2 separate regions of the Mus musculus genome follow, and region 1 is linked to region 2. The links are chromatin contacts, called in public promoter capture Hi-C maps. All regions are on one chromosome and are shown on one strand. Each heading gives the region's core, a stretch centred on a gene start, on an enhancer-like site or on the middle of the called end of the contact. The rest is flanking DNA. Distances are from core to core; before and after follow the strand shown.

Region 1 (3,715 bases), core at 1,000-3,499, 760 kb before region 2:
GCTGGTCCCTGCACCACACATTTACAACACACAGAACTATGGTCACAGAACACACAGAACTATGGCCACAGAGCCGTAGGAACATGCTGGTCCCTGTACCACACATTTACAACACACAGAACTATGGTCACAGAACACACAGAACTATGGCCACAGAGCCGTAGGAACATGCTGGTCCCTGCACCACACATTTACAACACACAGAACTATGGTCACAGAACACACAGAACTATGGTCACAGAGCCGTAGGAACACGCTGGTCCCTGCACCACACATTTACAACCGGGAGAGGTGACTGAAAAGGTTCCCAGCCAAGCTCCCCTACCCCACACCATCCCCACCACCTTCACCTTATTCAGAGGTGAAGAATGAGTGTGTTCTATGTGCACTAGGGTGTGCAGCTTGCACACTGTATATACACACAGAGGCTGGAGAGGACACCTACCGCTCTCCACCTTATTCCCTTGAGACAGCGTCTCTCATCAAACCTTCAGCTGGCTATGCTGGTGTCCAGGAGGCCCCTGTGACTCTCCTGAGGTTATGAGTGCACCTGCAACCATGCCTAAAGCCATGCCTCCCTCTTGTGTGGCCACACCCAGCAGTGGGTGCTGGTCTTTGAAATCCTTGTATGTCCAGCAAGAACTTTACATACTGAGCCATCTCTCCAACCCCTGCCTTACATTTTTGCCCAAGCGTCAGTCATTTCTCTTAAAGGAACAGATCTGTGCCCATGTCTGAAACTGACCTTTGACCTCTTTAACAAATTGGCAATCCTGCCTCACTTCCACTTTCAGTTACAACGCTTTATTTAGTGCTAACTCCATAGCAGCCAGCTACATACAATGTTCCTCACACCATGACAGCCCAGGTGGGCGCGCAGCAGGACAGAGGAGCTATTAAAATCTAAGGCTTTGTCTTCACATCAATTTCTCACAGAGAAAATAAGCAAACAATAAAACCAATTCCTAGACCAAAGTCCACCTCACAGTCTGAACTAATGCTCCAAGCTAACAGTAGCCTTGAATCACCCAGCCAGCACAGACCCCATCTTGTCCGTAGCACTGGGAGGAAGGCAGCCCAAGCCAGGTGAGGTCACAAAACACAGACGGGCTTGGGAAGGGTAGGAGGAGCCAACATGAAATGAGCCCTCATTCTTGGCTAATTTAAAATAACGAACTGGCTGTTTTTTAAAGAGGAAGGAAAACTAACAGCAGTATTTTTAAGAGGCGAAGAAGAAACCAAATGGACTAAGCCCCATGGCTTGCTGCTATTTCCTGAGTCCTGTACTTAAAAGCTGGAATCAATTTGGGGTTATGGTTTTTCCAAATCGGTGTCTTCAATGACAAAATACAATCAATTAAATTGCAAGTACATGCTAACTGCAACCGTGAACATCTGGATCTGCTAAGGGGTTGCACACACTAAGAAGCACCGGATGGTACACTTTAGTTGGGCAAACTGTATGCTGCACAGATTGTATGTTAATAAAGCTTTTTAAGATAAGTAAATAAACAAAAACAAACGGGAGATGGGGTGGCATATTTATTTCTTTTTGTGTTACACTCAGATGGGAATAGAACCAAAAACCAAACTGAATTTTAGTTTCTGGTGATTTAGTAGCTGCCTGGGTTCTGTTTTGTTTTACTCTTTGAACTTCCTCAAACAACTGCAGAGCCCAGTCTACTCAGCAGCACATTTCTGGCTTGGCATGTGTTATCTAATAAGATTGCTCAGTGAGGCTGGGTATGAACTTTGCTATCATATCTGTGCCAAGTAAGAAGTAGGAGAAGGATGAAGACTGCCTTATTCCAGTTCCTACTGTCAATACAGTGTAGAGAAGGGAGACCACGTGTGGAGCAGAGCCTAAAGCTAAAGCCAGCTAAAGCCAGCTTAGTGCATCTTTTCCTGCTTCCCTGAGATGCTGGCACTGTGACCTGGGCTCAGTCTCACCACCCTGGGGTATAACCACAAGCCAAAGCACACCCTTGGACTTAAAGAGCCACTGTCTCCCCAGGACTGAACAGGAACAGCAGAACGAGGGGACCACCGCCACCCCTTGAACCAGCAGGACAGTGAAACCATTCACAAATTGCTCACGGCATTTGAGGAGTGCTGTGGTATGAGAGCCTGCTTATGCTTGCACGGCCCGAAACACTCCCCCTTCTTTGCCTGTCATTATCCTGAATGTGGACGCCCTCAGCTCTTCTGTGTACAAAGAAATTCCCAGAGCAGCTCTGCCTTCCAGCCCTCCAGCTCTTATCCACTCTGCTGGCAGCCGCCTGGTGGAGCTGTAATACCTAACTTTTTAAGAGACAAACAGTAGGTGATTGATTACTAGGTCTGTTATTACACACTTGGATTCACACCTTAAAATAGTTCATTGTAGTGTAAAAAGTTAACATGTCACTCTAGGTCCCGCAGCAAATCCACCTCCCACCCTCACCCCCACCCAGTTAGAAGCGTAAGTACAAACAGCAGTCCCTACTTGAGAACCGGTTCTTCTGCAGCCAGGGAGTCTCCAGCTACCCCTCACCCCCACTTATTTTCTCACTTTGAGAGCTTATTTCCCCTACAGCCCCACTGGTGTTTAAAAGAAAGATTAAAGCTATGTGACAGAGGTTGCACGCACGACAGTCAGTGGAGTGACCCAACATTTGTCATCTATCTTCTGCATGGGCTTTGTGCCCTCACCTAGGACAGCAGGCCAATCTGGCAAGCCATCAGAGGAAAGAGGAGGTAGCAAGGTGCACTTCAGAATCAGTGAGAGGTGAGTGAGCCTCTTGGCACTCATTAGGAAGCATTCTCTAAACACCACACAAACCGTTTACACACACACACACTCACGTACACGAAAACACCTGACCTCCTTTTACTTAGACATTTCAGCCCAAAACAACAGTAGCAGCAGCAGCGTTCCAATGGTAACAGAGTGCTGCTGTACCTGGCATTACCCATGTGTCTGTAGTGGTAGTGGTAAGAGCACTTACTTAACACCAACAGATTTCATGGCCAGATCGTACTTTCCATGGCTTTAGAGAGGTGACACTTGCCAAGGCAAATCAGGACAATCCTTCCAGAGACCAGCACTGTTCTGAGAATGTAGTTTCCTGAGTGTCTGATCCTCCTGCCTCCACCTCCTAGGTGCTGGGATTACAGGATGTGGCATACATCAGCGTTGTGAGGTGCTAGGGGTGGAACCCAGGGCCTAGTCAAGCTAGAGAAGGACTTTACCAACTGAGCCACATCCTTAACTCAGTTTTTATCCTACAAACTGAAACTGCCTTCCCGGCAGGCATCAGTGTCTCCCACTCAGGCTACAACAGTTGGTCACGGGTTCCTCTTTCCAGCTGACCCCAAGGTGCCTCTTCCTTCCCTTTGTGCAGCCAGCACCAAGCAAGCAGAGGAGACCACTGGAAATGAGCCACTACAGCCCTGCACGTGAGGGCTATCCAGAGGCTGGCCAGAGTGCACCTCAAATAGAGACAAAACTCCTGTTGTGGCTTCAAGACTGAAATGTGTAAGAAGGTGCAGGGATGGAACACAGGGGAGGCTCGAGATGGATGTTCATTCCCATGGCGTAGAGTGATGGCTTAGTGGTTAAGATAACCTGTTAATTGTTCGAAAGGACAATTCCTAACACTCACACGATGGCTCACAATTACGTGTAACGTCAGTTCCATGAGGTCTGATGCTCTCTTTTGGTCTCCATAGGCAC
Region 2 (3,650 bases), core at 1,026-3,525:
CAAACCTGCAGAGCCAGATTCCCTGGAGCTGGAATTCCAGGTGGTGTTGAGTCACCCAGCGTGACTGCAGGGAACCTATCTCCCTCTCTCAGGTGCTCTTAACTGCTGAGCCATCTCTCCAGCTGCCGCCTCCAACCCCCCTTCCGCCTTCTCCCTCCCCTCCGCCATCTGTCCAAGCTCTGGTCCTTTACAACGCTGGGATCCCTTCCTGGGTCACCAGAAGCCACCTCTGGAGCCTGCTGGACACTGTCCTGCATCACAGTGCTTGGTGGGCCCTCAGTACCTGCAGTCTTTTCTCACTATGCTAGACCAAGATAACAAGATCCCCAGAATACCTGGCTTGCCTGAGGACCCCGATCCTCAGTCTCCTTCACACACACACACACACACACACACACACACACACACACACCCCTCCAGTCCTCTCAGTGTGGCCCCACCCCTCATTCACTGCTGTCCATTCTGTCTTTCACTCTCCTTGATTGTGACCCCAAGAATGGGGGGTACCTTCCGGCCCCCTGCTCAGTTTTTAACACCTGGGGAAGGGCTGGCACAGGGCAGGGTTAGCACAGAGAAAGGACTCTTGCTGAAGTAAAGTAGAAGTGAGGTAAACACATCAGGATGCATCGTTGACCCTCTTCTCAGACAAGAAAACTGAGACTCAAAGGTGACTGGCCTGGGAGCTTCCAAAGCCCCATTCCTCGCCCAACCCTGTCCAGGCTTCCAACTCTAAACACTCATGGCCACCTTCTTGGTGTTAGACACTGGGATACAAAGAGAATTCGCCTTCTTCCTTTCTAGTTGTTTCAAAAGCCATGGGAGCGAGGGGGCAGTGAGTCCGTTGTCCAGACAGAGTAGGGGGACTGGTGAGGCTGACAGGTGGCCTCTAGCTTAGGTCCCCCCTTCAAAGACTTTACTTTCCATTGTGTGCACATGCACGCATACAGGTGCCCCAGGAGGCCAAAGGTTTCCTTTGCCCTGGGAGATGGAGTTACAGGTGATGGTGATCAGTTCTTGTATATGTACTGGGAACCAAACTTAGGTCTTCTGCAAGAGCAGTACAAATTCTCCCATAGTGGATTGTCCGCCAGCCCCTGGCCCCTAACTGTGGGCTAGGCTCTGTGTAGCAGAGTCTCCTCACTGTCCCCTCTGTTCTGGGCCTTAGTTTGGGGATAGGGAGTTGAGGAATCTAAGAGTAGGACCAATAGGCACACATCGCTGTCACTCCCTGCTCTAGACTGTACTCTAGTCATTTACATCTCTGGGATAGATCCTTGCTGGGGTAACCAGAAGCCACCCCTGTGGCCTGCTGGACAGTGTCCTGCACCAGAGCTCCGTGTCCCTGTGTACCTGCAGTTCTAGCTCACCGACAAGGTGTCATGTCAGCGGCAATGAGAAGGGGGTTACCAAGGCTGTTTCCCTCCTATGTTGGGGCAGGTGTAGGGGCTCAGCCTCAGGGAAAAGAGAGTTATCCCGTAAAGGGCCTGTGCTGCACTCTGGCCTCTCTGCCAGAAACTCAGCCACCAGATCCCTGGCCAGGTGTTTGCCAGGTCCTGTGTAACTTAATTCTGCCTTTCTGCTCTTGGGGAAACAGAACTCTGCTCTGTGGGAAGCCCAAGAACAAGGTGCCCACACTGAACTAGGCAGGAGGTGCCAGCTGAGCCCCTCATTTTACAGTCTAAGGTCCATAAAGAAATATCCTGCCCCAGCGTGTAACCCTGAGTTCTGTTGCCTGTCTACACTGACTACAAAGCCCCATCCCCCATCTCTGGTTCAATTACTATGTTAGTGACCTTTCTCCATGACCAGCCTCCCACCCAGACCCGTTTCCAGGCTCTCTGGAGCACTAAGCAAGCTCACTTTTATGACCCAGCTTGAAAGTCACACTGACATATAACAAGCCCTGGAAGTCAGTTAGTCGGTCTTCAGGGCCACCCCCAAACAGATAACCAGCTGCCCCACAGCACCTGGCCCCAAGCCTGTGGGTGGGCCAGCTGTCCACCCCTCGGGGCCTTCCTTCCTACCAACAAAACCCAGCAAAGCAAATTGCCTAATGAGACACACATTTTGTGGCGAATTACTAATTAAAGAACAAACCCAACCTACCATTAATTTGGTCCTGGGAAAGGAACTTGGCCTGTAGCAGAGAAAGAACAGTCAAGAGGGGGCTTCAGCGGGGGCCCTTCCCACCTCCTTCCGGCACAGCCCCTCACTCACCATCCTCAGGCTCCCCTTACTCCTGGAACTGAGTTTGGTTCTCTTTACTCCAGCTTGGAGTCGAAAGTCCAGCATGCTGGGCGGAGGCCTGGTAATAAATCCTCCGCTGCCACGGAGACCGGGCTCTATGCCATGAGAGTCAAATTCCGGCTGAGTAGTGGATGCCCCCACCGTCCTGAGAAGGGTGATTGTGAGGAAACCATTTACAGACTCTCCTGGAGGCCCCTGCCCCCGGAGGCTGGGGCTCTGCAGCAACTGGACAATTTGGGTGTTCCTTCTTGGAAGCCTAACTTCTGAAAGGGGGCTCCGGGTGGGGCTGACTCTGTCCTGGTCTGAGTCTGTCTTAGGAAGCTTTGCTCTCTCCCGAGGCTAAGCTGGGCTCCTTGCTGGAGCCAGATAGCACGCGCGCACACGCACGCGCGCGCACACACACACACACACACACACACACACACACACACACACACACACGGTCTCTCCAGAAGAAGCTATCCAAGGGAGCAGTGCTCAGAGACGCTTCAAACACAGCCTTGCAGATGCACTATGTCTGGGGACACGCTGAGGACCGTCCGTCTCTTGTATGCCTCAGTTTCCTCACCAGCTACGTTATGGGCTGCTAGGATAATCCAAAGGCCAATACACAGCCAATTCTACTTCCTAGGGGCTGGGGATGGTGTTGGGTGCTGGGGCTGAGTCTTAAGCTAGCCGCTCAGGGAACTTGGAGTTTGACCTGACCAGGCAGGAAGTTCCTCTCCCTTCCTCGTCTCGCCCTTTCCCGTATTATAATAAGCTGCTGACTCTGAATTTCTCAGCCCTCTATTCCTCTCCCCGTCCCCTGAGACAGGAAAAAGGGTGCCTCCTAGAACTGGTACTGGGCCCTGGGCATGACTAGGTTCTCAGGTTGGTCTGAAAGTCTCCTTTCCCTCATCCACACTCCTTGACTGGTTTGCCTACAAAGTGCTAAATCCAGCCTGGTCCAACTGTCAGTCACTGTGTGTGGTCACATAGCCTGTGTACTACACAGGGAGCAAGGGAGCAAATGAGAGCTACCAAAGGCTGCAGGTGCCAGAGGAAGAGAGTTAAGGTCTCCTGCTAACCCATCTGAGGGCACACAAACTCATGGCCTCCCTCTGGTCCTGACACCTCCATGTGGAATGGTTTTGTTTTTTCTCCTGAGCCATCTACCTCTTCTTACCTGCTTTAGATGTGAGAATCTTGAGGTTCTGACCCACTTTGTGGGGGGTAGGTATGATTTGGAGGGTAGGTATGGTTGGGGAGGCAAGATATGGTGGGGCCTAGGTATGGAGGGGTAGGTATAGTTGGGGGCCTAGGTTTGGTGGGGGGTGGGTATGGTGGGAGTGGGGAAGGCTGGGGGGACACAGTTTAGTTGTCATGGAAGAGCAAGGGAGGTAGGCAGTACTTTTTGACAGGTG

The links. Promoter capture Hi-C pulls out the DNA fragments that hold promoters and counts their contacts.
Region 1: a promoter capture Hi-C map of cranial neural crest shows a contact between it and region 2. The contact joins the enhancer-like site here to the promoter of Calml4 in region 2. A contact is called at or near these places in 1 of 39 promoter capture datasets (cranial neural crest) and 1 of 115 datasets of contacts at active chromatin or transcription factors (memory CD8 T cells).

The regions. Positions count from the first base shown.
Region 1 is chr9:63,611,810-63,615,524 of GRCm38.p6, reverse strand. The region is part of intron 1 of Aagab (alpha- and gamma-adaptin binding protein); the gene reads right to left. Among named protein-coding and RNA genes, the nearest start is that of Aagab, 11 kb to the right of the region's middle. Within about 2 kb of position 2,249, at least 138 of the 459 cell types and tissues checked have an H3K27ac peak or open chromatin away from gene starts, as enhancers often do. A contact at or near this core is called in memory CD8 T cells, where this site is marked.
Region 2 is chr9:62,856,729-62,860,378 of GRCm38.p6, reverse strand. Calml4 (calmodulin-like 4) reads right to left here and starts at 2,275. Exons shown (of 5, transcript NM_138304.2): 1 at 2,218-2,275; 2 at 2,107-2,137. The coding sequence starts at 2,220. It also overlaps the pseudogene Gm10653.